Linked DNA regions of Sus scrofa: region 1 is linked to region 2. A link is a contact called in public Hi-C data. All regions are on one chromosome and are shown on one strand. Each heading gives the region's core, a stretch centred on a gene start, on an enhancer-like site or on the middle of the called end of the contact. The rest is flanking DNA. Distances are from core to core; before and after follow the strand shown. Region 1 has its middle 29 kb from the start of PGK2. Region 2 holds the start of RHAG (ammonium transporter Rh type A).

What was found. A called contact is a pair of places that touch in the nucleus more often than the background predicts.
Region 1: a Hi-C map of fetal liver shows a contact between it and region 2, with 1.8 times the contacts expected there. The contact joins the enhancer-like site here to the promoter of RHAG in region 2. A contact is called at or near these places in 1 of 5 promoter capture datasets (liver) and 13 of 47 Hi-C or Micro-C datasets (alveolar macrophages, brain, embryonic fibroblasts and 7 more).

Annotation. Positions count from the first base shown.
Region 1 is chr7:43,867,109-43,872,813 of Sscrofa11.1, reverse strand. No RefSeq gene overlaps it. Among named protein-coding and RNA genes, the nearest start is that of PGK2, 29 kb to the right of the region's middle. Within about 2 kb of position 1,828, at least 1 of the 83 cell types and tissues checked has an H3K27ac peak or open chromatin away from gene starts, as enhancers often do. A contact at or near this core is called in fetal liver, where this site is marked.
Region 2 is chr7:43,727,495-43,732,741 of Sscrofa11.1, reverse strand. It overlaps RHAG (ammonium transporter Rh type A), which reads left to right and starts at 1,798. Exons shown (of 10, transcript XM_003128440.4): 1 at 1,798-3,031. The coding sequence starts at 2,878.

The sequences.
Region 1 (5,705 bases), core at 579-3,078, 140 kb before region 2:
GATATCTCGTGCGTACGTGTCTATAATTCTTAGGTCTTCCTGGTGAAGCTGCCCTCTTGTCACTATATACTATTATTCTTTGTCTCTGGTAACTAACTGGTTGTGCCTTAGAGTCTATGTCAAATGATACTCCTGCTCTCTTGTGGCTACTATTTGCATGAGTATCTTTTTCCATCCTTTCACTTCAACTTTTGTGTGTCTGGGGGTATAAAATGCATGACACGTAGATGGCATATAATCAGTCTATTTTTAATCCATTAATCTACCACCGCTCTCATTTTGCTGCTTTCTGAATGAATTCGTATCCTATTTGTTCCTCATTTCTCCATGAATACCTTCTTTACTGTTTACTTCACTTTTTCCTGACAAGGGTTTTTGTTTGCTTGTTTTTGGTTCGTTTGTTTGTTTGCTTTTTCTTTTTAGCCTGAAAGTTCCCAGGCTAGGGGTGGAATCAGAGTTGTAGCTGCCTGCCTATATCAGAGCCAGAGGAACTCGGGATCAGAGCCACGTCTGTGACCTACACCACAGCTCACAGCAACACTGGATCCTTAACCCACTGAGCAAGGCCAAGGATGGAACCCATGTCCTCATGGATACTAGTTGGATTTGTTTTCTCTGCACCACAACGGGAACTCCCTGTGAAGAATTTTGATTCTTTTTTCCTTTTGTGTATCCTTTTATCATTTTTCTGGTTACCATGAGGATAACATAAAACACCCTAAAGTCATTAAAATGTGTATTAGATTGATTCCAACATTGCTTCTATTGCATAAAATACTCTCTTCTGTTGCAACTCTGCCCTCCATACAGTTACTGATGTCACAAATTACTTCTTTAAATGTGCTCACCCATTAACGGAAATGTATAATTATTTTATGCATTGTATTTTTTATTTTATTTATATTTTTGGCCCCAACATGAAGCACCATGATGTGGGATCTAAGTTCCCAGACCAGGGAATGAATCTGGGGCTGCAGTGGTGAAAGTGCCAAATCCTAACCACTAGACTACCAAGAACTCCCATATTTGTATTTTAAATCCTATAGAAAATTTTAAAAGGGCTACTTTGGGGGTGGGTCTCAGCCTATCCAATGCTATGAGCCAGAATGACTATGGGGCATGGGCTCTACCAGCTGTGCTAGCTCCCACAGTCATTACCCTGGCCAGAGCCAATGTGATGGTTGGACTGGTCCTGGAAGACTCCAAATTTATAACTACAAATGCACCTCAGCATCAGGGAACTTGGAAAAGACAAGTGCTGTTACTCAAATTCTGGAGGATACACAGTCAGCCTAGGGCCACAGAAGGAGGTCAAAGAAAGAGAAAAAGAGAGTAGACTTGAGATTGTTTTTGCTGAGCTCAAGGATAAGATGCCTAGGGTTGTGTGAGCTAATTCTTTTGGGTGAATTTAAAACACAAGAACTGGAATGAAAGCATGGGAAGGGGAAAGCCAGCATGTGTGTCAGAAGGTCTGTTATCAGGAGTTCTCCATTGTGACTCAATGGAAATGAATTGGACTAGTATCCCTGAGGATGCAGGTTCAATCCCTGGCCTCACTCAGTGGGTTAAGGATCTGGTGTTGCCATGCGCTATGGTGTAGATCACAGACGCAGCTCAGATCCCGCATTGATGTGGCTGTGGCATAGGCAGCTGTAGCTTCGATTCAACTCCTAGCCTGGGAACTTCCATATGCCTCTAGAGAGGCCCTAAAAAGCAGAAGAAAAAAAAAAAAAAAAAAAAAAGTCCGTTATCTAGGTCAACCAGAATTTTCCAAAAAGGGAACTTCATGGGTGGGACAGTTTGGCGCCTTCTCTGGTTGTATTGCTGGTCATGTGTTTTCTAGATAAACGTCTTTGATGTGGCTGCCTCAGCCACCAGAAAGTTAATGTCTGGCACCTACATTACAATTGAAAAAGTTAATTGTTGGGCATTTACACTGAAATTACAAACCAAAAATTACAATAATATTTTTTTAAAAAATCATGTTCACTATAATAAATGAACAGTTCGGTGGCATTAAGTCCATTCACGATTTTTCGTGAATTACCAACATTATTCATGTCCAGAATTTTCATCTTTGGCATCTAAAACTCAAACTCAATAAATGGCCTTTCTCTCAGTCCCTGGCAACCACCATTCTACTCTTGTCTCTATGAATTTGACCACTCCAGGTAGTTCCAATAAAGAAAACCATACAGCAGTTATCCTTTCTGTGACTAATTTAGTTCACCCAGCCAAATATCTTCAAAATTCATCTTTGTGTAGCATGTGTCAGAATCTCCTTTCTTTTTAAAGTTGAATAAGAGTCCACTGTTCGTATATACTATGTTTTCTGCATCCATTCATCCAGTGACTGGTTTACTTACACTTTTTGGCATGTATATAATGCTGCTAAGAAACACAGGTGTACAAATGTCTCTTCGAGTTTCTGTTTCAATTCTTTTTGTTATATATCCAAAAATGGAAGTGTCGGATCATGAGGTAATTCTATTTTAGATTTTTTTTTTTTTTTTTTTTTTTTTTTTGCTTTTTAGTTCTTAGGTTAGGGATAAAATTGGATCTGCAGCCGCTGGCCTATGCCACGGCCACAGCAATGCCAGATCCCACCCGCATCTGCAACCTATGCTGCAGGTCACAACAATGCCAGCTCCTTAACCCACTGAGCGAGGCCATGGATCAAACCTGCATCCTCATGGATACTGGTCGTATTCATTACCACTGAGCCACAGTGGGAATGCCTGATTTTAGATTTTTGAGGCACTGCAATTCTGTTTTCCCCATGGGCTCCATCATTTTACATTTCCATCAACAGGACACAAGAGATCCAATTTATCCACATCCTCACCATTATCAAGATGCTGATTCTTTCCCAACAGATCAAGACAGTCAATGCAAATCAAATATCTCAGCTAGTGACTGTGTGGATTTAGACAAACTGATTATAAAGGCTATATGGGGAAGCAAAAGACCCCAAATAGTCGACGCAATATTGAAGAGAAGACCAAACTCAGAGAACTGGTGTTCTCTGACTTCAGAACTTACTATGAAGCTCCAGTAATCAAGAGCATGTGGGAGTTCCCGTCATGGTACAGTGGAAATGAATCTGACTAGGAACCATGAGGTTGCAGGTTCGATCCCCAGCCTCGCTCAGTGGGTTAAGGATCTGGCATTGTTGTAAGCTATGGTGTAGGTCACAGATGCAGCTCAGATCCTGTGTTGCTGGGTGGTGTAGGTCTGCTGCTATAGCTCCGATTGGACTCCTAGCCTTACCGTATGCCATGGGTGAGGCCCTAAAAAGCAAAAAAAAAAAAAAAAAAAAAAAAAAAAGAGAGAGAGAGAGAAAGAGAAATAGTGTGGTATTAGTGAAATAATAATAGACAAATAGATCAATGGGACAGAAAATAAAGCCCAGAAATAGGCCCACATGAATATAGTCAATTGATGTTTGGAGGCCCCTGGGGGCCCAGTGGTTAAGGATTTAGTTTTGTTATTGCGGTGGCTTGAGTTTGATCCCTGGCCCAAGAACTTCCACAGGCCACAGGGGGTGCAGTGGAGAAAGGAAGAAAGAGAAGGAAAGAAGGAAAGAAGGAAGGAGGGAAGGAAGGAAGGAAGGAAGAAAGAAGGAAAGAAAGAAAGAAAGAAAGAAAGAAAGAAAGAAAGAAAGAAAGAAAGAAAGAAAGAAAGAAAGAAAGAAAGAAAGAAAGAAAGAAAGAAGAAGGAAGGAAGGAAGGAAGGAAGGAAGGAAGGAAGGAAGGAAGGAAGGAAGGAAGGAAGGAAGGAAGGAAAGAGGAAGGAAGGAAGGAAGAGGAAGCAGGAAAAGGAAGAAAAAGAAAGAAAAGAAAGGAAGGGAAGAAGGGAAGCAGGAAGGTTTGAACAGTAATTTTTGTAATAATCCTATGGATCTCTTTACATATCTCCAAAATCACACACTCCAAAAACCCCAACCATGCCCTCCCAAAAAAAACCCAAAACCACACCGATTAAATATATATGTGTGTAATTTTTTTCAATTGATCATTGAAAGAGTAGCAAAGGCACTACAAGAGAGCAAAGATAGCCTTTTCAACAAATGGTGCTGGAACAACTGGACAGACACGTGCAAAACACAAGGTTCTACAAACAGACCTTGCTTGTTTTACAAAAATTAACTCGAATCACAGACATGAACATAAAATGCCAAAACAATAAAATTCCTAGAAGACAGCATAGGAGACCACCTTGATGACCTTAGATATGGCAATGATCTTCTAGATATAACCCCAAAAGCATGATCCAGAAAAGAAAGAATGGATAAGCTGGACTTTACTAAAATTAAACACTTCTGCTTTGCTCAAGATAATGTCAAGATAATGAAGCAATAAGCCACAGACTGGGAGAAAATCTTTGCCAAAGATACATCCAAAAAAGGACTGTTATCCAAAACATACAAAGAACCCTTGAACAGACAACCCAATTAAAAAATGGACCAAAGACTGCATTGGACACCTGCACCCAAGAAAATAGATGGCTAAAAAGCCTATGGAAAGATATTTCATACTATATGTCAGCAGGGAAATGCAAGTTAAAACAACAGTAGGATACCACTAGACACCTTTTAGAATGGCCAAGATCTTGAACACTGACAACAGTAAATGCTGAAAAAAAATATGCAGTTCAATAGAAACTCTCATTCATTGCTGGTGGGAATGTAAAATGGTCCAGCCACTTTAGGAGACGGTTTGGCAATTCCTTACAAAACCAAACATACTCTTATTGTATGATACAGCAGTGGTGCTCTTTGGTATTCATACAAAGGATAAGAAAATTTATATTGACACAAAAATCTGCCCAAGGATGTTTGTAGAGTTTTGTTCATAATGGCCCAAACTGGGAGAAAAACATGGTGCACTTCAGTAGGTAAGTGGACAAATAGACTTGTAGTATAGACAAACAATTATTATTAAATAGTGCAAAAAAAAAAAAATGAAAACACATGCGGAAACTTAAATGTATATTGCAGGGAGCCGAGGAGATACAGGAAACCAAGGAAAGTGAGCTTGCCTAACGGCGGCGTAGGCCCTAGGGCATGGTCCTGACAGAGAGAGGGCGCTCACCTGCACGGTGAAAATCCGAGGGTGGACTTCTGTTAAGGAAAAGGGCCTGCCTGAACGGTGAAAATCTGAGGGCAAGCCAAGGCCTGCCTGAACGGTTCTTTTCCGAGGACAGACCATAGAACATAAGGTTCTCCTGTTTGCACTGATAGAGGGGACTGGGGTTTTTCCCCGAGAACAATGTCCATGTTTGTACTGCAAAATGTGGATTGTTCCTTGGGTGACTTAGTTTTTCCTGTTTTTCACTTGTTACTCAGTCCTCCCTTAGTCCTTCCTAATATTTGTTTTTCTTACTGATTTGTGACCTAATAATATTAAAACAATAATAATAATAATAATTTCACTCTAATGGATTTTCCCCATTCAAATCCAATTCAGTTAAATATATAGCACTTATCCATTATAATCAACTGTAAGCTTTAGAAGTTGGTATGTACTACAGACTTAGATAAGGTTAGACATATATTATTCATGATTAAAAAGACACAATCAGTTGCCTTTGATTTTCGAGGAGACTTTTAAGTTTTAGTTAATTAAAGTTGATTTATATTTTCTCATACTGTCTTCCTGCCATGACGCTTTGAAGATAAGCACTAATCTAAAAACAAGATTTGT
Region 2 (5,247 bases), core at 549-3,048:
TGTGAATAGAGCTGCAATGAACATGCGGGTACATGTGTCTTTTTTAAGGAAAGTTTTGTCCGGATATATGCCCAAGAGTGGGGTTGCTGGGTCATATGGTAGTTCTATGTATCGTTTTCTAAGGTACCTCCATACTGTTCTCCACAGTGGTTGTACCAGCTTACATTCCCACTTCCCTTTTCTCCACACCCCCTCCAGCACTTGTTATTTGTGGGCTTATTAATGATGGCCATTCTGACTGGTGTGAGGTGGTCAGGGTTCCATAACAGAATTCTGGTGCTCCATATATTTGAATTAGAAAAACATGTATGTGATTTAAATTCATATCATAGGATATTTGTCTTTTTCTAGCATACTTAATATGATAACTTAATTCACTGAAATGATATTTATCAATTATCACTGTGCGCTGGGCACGGTAACAAATGATGTGCAAAAGAGATGCAGGCTTGGTCTTCAGGAAGCCAACAGCCAGCCAGGAAACAGCCATTTTTTATTTATTTATTTATTTATTGTCTTTCTGTCTTTTCTAGGGCTGCACCCAGGCATATGGAGGTTCCCAGGCTAGGGGTCAAATCAGAGCTATAGCTGCCGGCCTACACCACAGCCACAGCAATGCCAGATCCTTTACCCACTGAGCAAGGCCAGGGATCGAACCCACAACCTCATGGTTCCTAGCTGGATTTGCTTCCACTGCACCATGATGGGAACCCCAACAGCCATTTTTTTAAATGCCATATAAACAGCACACCACGCTGACATAGCACACACACACAACTATGAGAAGTACCATGAAAAAAAGATCATGATCCAAGGAGAAATTATTGTGAGAAGGCGGGTTAAAATGGGAGGTCAAGGAAGGAGCATTTGGAGAACAACAAAGTGTGGGGGATACAGGGTGAGAATGTGTACAAAAAGTGTTCCATTTAGAGAAGAGATTGAGTGAGGAGCCGAAAGAAAGAAACAATGATTTTTCCAGGTCACACGATTCCTCTCATTTCAATACCAAGGTCCATATTCAGAAGAAGGGCCACTAATCTGAACTTCTCAAAGTCTAATAGTCCAATATGTCTAATATATTTTCTCATTCTAGGAAATAGTTTTAAACCACATGGATTTGTGACAGTGTTTAGATCTCCTTGCTCCGTAAAATTTGTTACTTGGTTTTTTACAATCTTGTGTAGAGTTTATCAGCGTAAATACTTTTATGATCTGCTGGAGATCCTTTGGACTGCTGCAAAAGCAGGAATTAAAGCATGAAATGTACATGAGTGACCCCAAAGTTAAGCATCTGAATCTATTCTTGTTGTGCCGTCTTGCAAGGAACTGTGGAAATGGCCACTTTCAAAATCTGCAGATTCAGAGATCCTTTGGTCCTAATAGCTCATGTTCTATTGTGGAAAAACATAACAAAAAGGCAAAAAACTTCCTGCTCTCTTTTATAAACATTTGTTATGATGAGGAGTTTGCCCTAGCAGTCATTTGCACATTCTCCATTCTTTATATTCTGAATGAAAATCGTTTGGAATTCGTGAAAATAATTGTATTTAAATGCTAACTATAAGTTCTCAAAGGAGTTCCCGTCGTGGCTCAATGGAAACGAATCCGACTAGGAACCATGAAGTTGTGGGTTCAATCCATGGCCTCAATCAGTGGGTTAAGGATCTGGCATTGCCATGAGCTGTGGTGTAGTTCAAAGACACGGGCAGATCCTGTGTTGCTGTGGCTGTGGTGTAGGCCGGCAGCTCTAGCTCCGATTAGACCCCTAGCCTGGGAACCTCCATATGCCGTGGCTGCGGCCCTAAAAAACAAACAAACAAACAAAACAAAAAATATATATATATAAATTCTCAAAGACAGATCTATTCTGCTATGAGAACAATTCCAGGATGGAGACAGAACCATCATGGTGGTTTTGATTAGCTCAGCATCTTATTTACACGTGACTATTCGTCAAGAGAGTGAATTAATTATGTCCCTAAGTCCACTCTCTTCTTTAATACAACTAAAAATATATCCCAGCAAATTTGTGTACTCATATATTTGCATTTGTGTAAAGCTGAATAAGAACTCAAGAAAAGCATCATCCTAAATATGCAACATTGCTTCTCGGAGTGCTACACATTCCTTCGTGCCTATGAACTAATGCTCAGTATCTATAGCATCCTCAGTATTAAATGAAAAGCCCTTTACGACCCATCCAAGCTACCATTACAGCTTTATTCCAGCCCCCAGCCCCTCCCCATCTCTCCTATATTCCAGCTTAACTAACTTAACTCAAATGGGTCATGTTCTTCCAAGCCCCATGCTATTCCCTCTTTCTGTTTTATCAATAAACTTATTTAATTTTTTAATACCTCCATCAATATCATATCACGTGCTCAATAAAATAAACTGCTGCCTTATTTATCTTCCCCAGTACTTTTATAAACACTGTTAATATTACTTGTTTTTATATAATCATTTGCTTATCATTCTGTCTTCCGACTAGATTCTTAATCTCATCAAGGAAGTTGAGAGACCTATTCTATGTTTTGTTTAGTTTTTTTGTCTCCTCTAGAGCCTAACTCAGTACCTGTCATATAATAAACACCAAGTTTCTGCTGAATTAAGTTCAATAAGATTCTAGGCACTTTTGTTCAGCAGATCATTTCCATCAGTTAGCTTCTTCCAACCTACATTGTATGTTCTTCAAACCAGCATTGGAACAAATCAATTACAGAGTATATTTCTCCCCAGAGGATAGGGTGTTTTCACCAGGCTTGCTCTTTTTTTTTTTTCTTGCAATGTCACTGGCGTGCCTTGGACGTGAACTGTCCTTATCAACCTCCCACAGCCCGTGAAGCCCTCAGTGTGCCTCTGTCCTTTGCCGCAAACATGAGGTTCACGTTCCCTCTGATGGCCACTGGCCTGGAGGTTGCCATGATTGTTTTATTTGCAACATTTGTTCAGTATGAAACAGATCAGAACCTTTCCCAGAAGCCCAACAGCACCAGCGTGGACTTGGACACATCCGGGGACTTGTATCTTTGTGAGTAAACCATCTACTTCTTATTACATGTTTTGGGGTTCTCAGGATGTGAACCCACTTTAGGTTCTTAGAATGTGAGGTCTTTGAATGCTGTAATCCCTTGAGATCCGTGTTGGAGCTCCTTATAGAAGGACGTGATTGTTATGAGAGTGTTACTGTAAGAGAATGCTGGGGCATCTGGTCTCTGTCGTTATTGTGTTTGGATAGAATCTGTGTCTATTAAAATATCAGAACAAAAAGCTAAAAATTTAAATAATTGATCAATTTTTTGTGTTCCCTATATGCTGGTAAATGACCTTATTTTTCCTTTAATGATCACTGTTTCCACAAAGTATAAAAAAAAAAATCTCTCCCTCCACCCCCTGCCCCCAAACAAAAAGAGTCAAAAGTAACTCTGAAGGAGAAAAAGTTGAAACAGAATGGAATATTGAGGAGAGGAGCTTGGACTTCATTGGGAGAAACCAAACGTATAAGAAGGGGTATTAAGGATGATATCGGATATAAATGGATGTTCTCAGGGTTTTATAATACTTTTTTTTTTTGGTTTTATAATATTCTGACAGGAAGACAGTTTTTTTTCCTCTGAGTTAGATAAACACCTTACACCTTTGGAAAGCAGAACTCCTTCCTGGGAATGACAATGGAAGGAGAAAAATGAATTTAGTTTCAAGTTGGAAAGGCAGGCTATGGAATAAGTAGCCTAACAATAAGAACCATCATTTACTGACTGCCTATCATGAGCCTGGCATATTCACGATTTTGTTAACCAGGGAGGGTGGTACCAGATCTCTACTATAGACTGTTTGTTTTTTTTATTAATGAGACACAGATAATTTTATTAAACAACAAATTGTATTAATGTATTAAATTGCTTAAAGTAGTAGCAATATTATAGTACTAGAACATGTCTAAACTTTTTTTAAAAAAATAATATGACATTTGGTCTCTGGTGTCCACATTTTTTGGAGAGAGTTTATATAATGCAGAATATCCTCATGCAGAAATTATGACCTAGAGTTGTGAAGTGACTCAGCCAAAAGGCACTTTGCAAGTTAAGGGCGAAGTTAGGACCGCAGGTCCGAGACTCAGACTCCAAGTCTAGTTCTCTTTACAGTACATTGATATCCAAAAGGGTTCTAGATTAAGTAATTTTATAATTGGCAAGTCAGAGAACACTAAAACAGAAAAGAATTGTTTGCCTCTGTATGCTTTTCTCTTGTTCATTTCTTCATCCAATAAATACTTGTTCTATGTACCAAGCATGTGCACCAGCAAATTTATTCGAAGCTAAAACAAGATCTCTCTATTAGAAGACACTACTGTTTGGTACACATGTAAACAAAGAGTTGCAGTACAGCACAGATGCAAAAGGCCAACAGGAGTTCCCGTTGTGGTGCAGCTGACTAGGATCCATGAGGATGCAGGTTTGATCCCTGGCCTCACTTAGTGGGTTAGGCATACAGCGTTGCCATGAGCTGTGGTGTAGATCCCAGACACGGCTCAGATCCTGTGTTGCTGTGGCTGGGTGTAGGCTGGTAGCTGTAGCTCTGATTAGACCCCCCAGCCTGGGAACCTCCATATGCTGTGAGTGTGGCCCTAAAAAGCAAAAAACAAACAAAAAACAGAAAATGCCAACAATATAATCTAAGATTAGTGTTATTCAGATAAAATGGTCGTGAGAGCTTAAGGGCTCCACAATTTGCATAATTCAAGGTTAATTTTCTAAATTCCAGTGTCAAAGGTTATAGAAAATAATTTGTAAGGGGTCAAAAGAGCAGTAGGAGAACAATCCAGTAATCCAGCAGAGGTATGAAAACAGGCTGGACCAAAGTAGAAGTGGAAGAAATATTGAGAAATGGTCAACTTCTAGCTATTATTTGAAAGTGTCGCTGGCAGGACTGACTGTTACATGAGCTGTATCAAACATGACAAAAAGAGAGGAATGGAAAAATGATATCTAAGGCAGGATTTTTTTTTCACTTTTTTAGGGAAACATCGAATCACAGTTGCCAATAACAATGGTTAACGATGTATGTTGTACATGAAACCAACAGTTGTTTGTTACTTAAGAGCCAACACACACACACACACTCTCTCTCTTATACACATCCCATGACCTCTTCCTCGCCAGATGGGCAGTGAGGTCAGGACATAAGCAGGAGGCAGAGTAAGGGAGAGGGAATTCAAACGATAGGGTCTGCTGGGGCTCCAGAAGA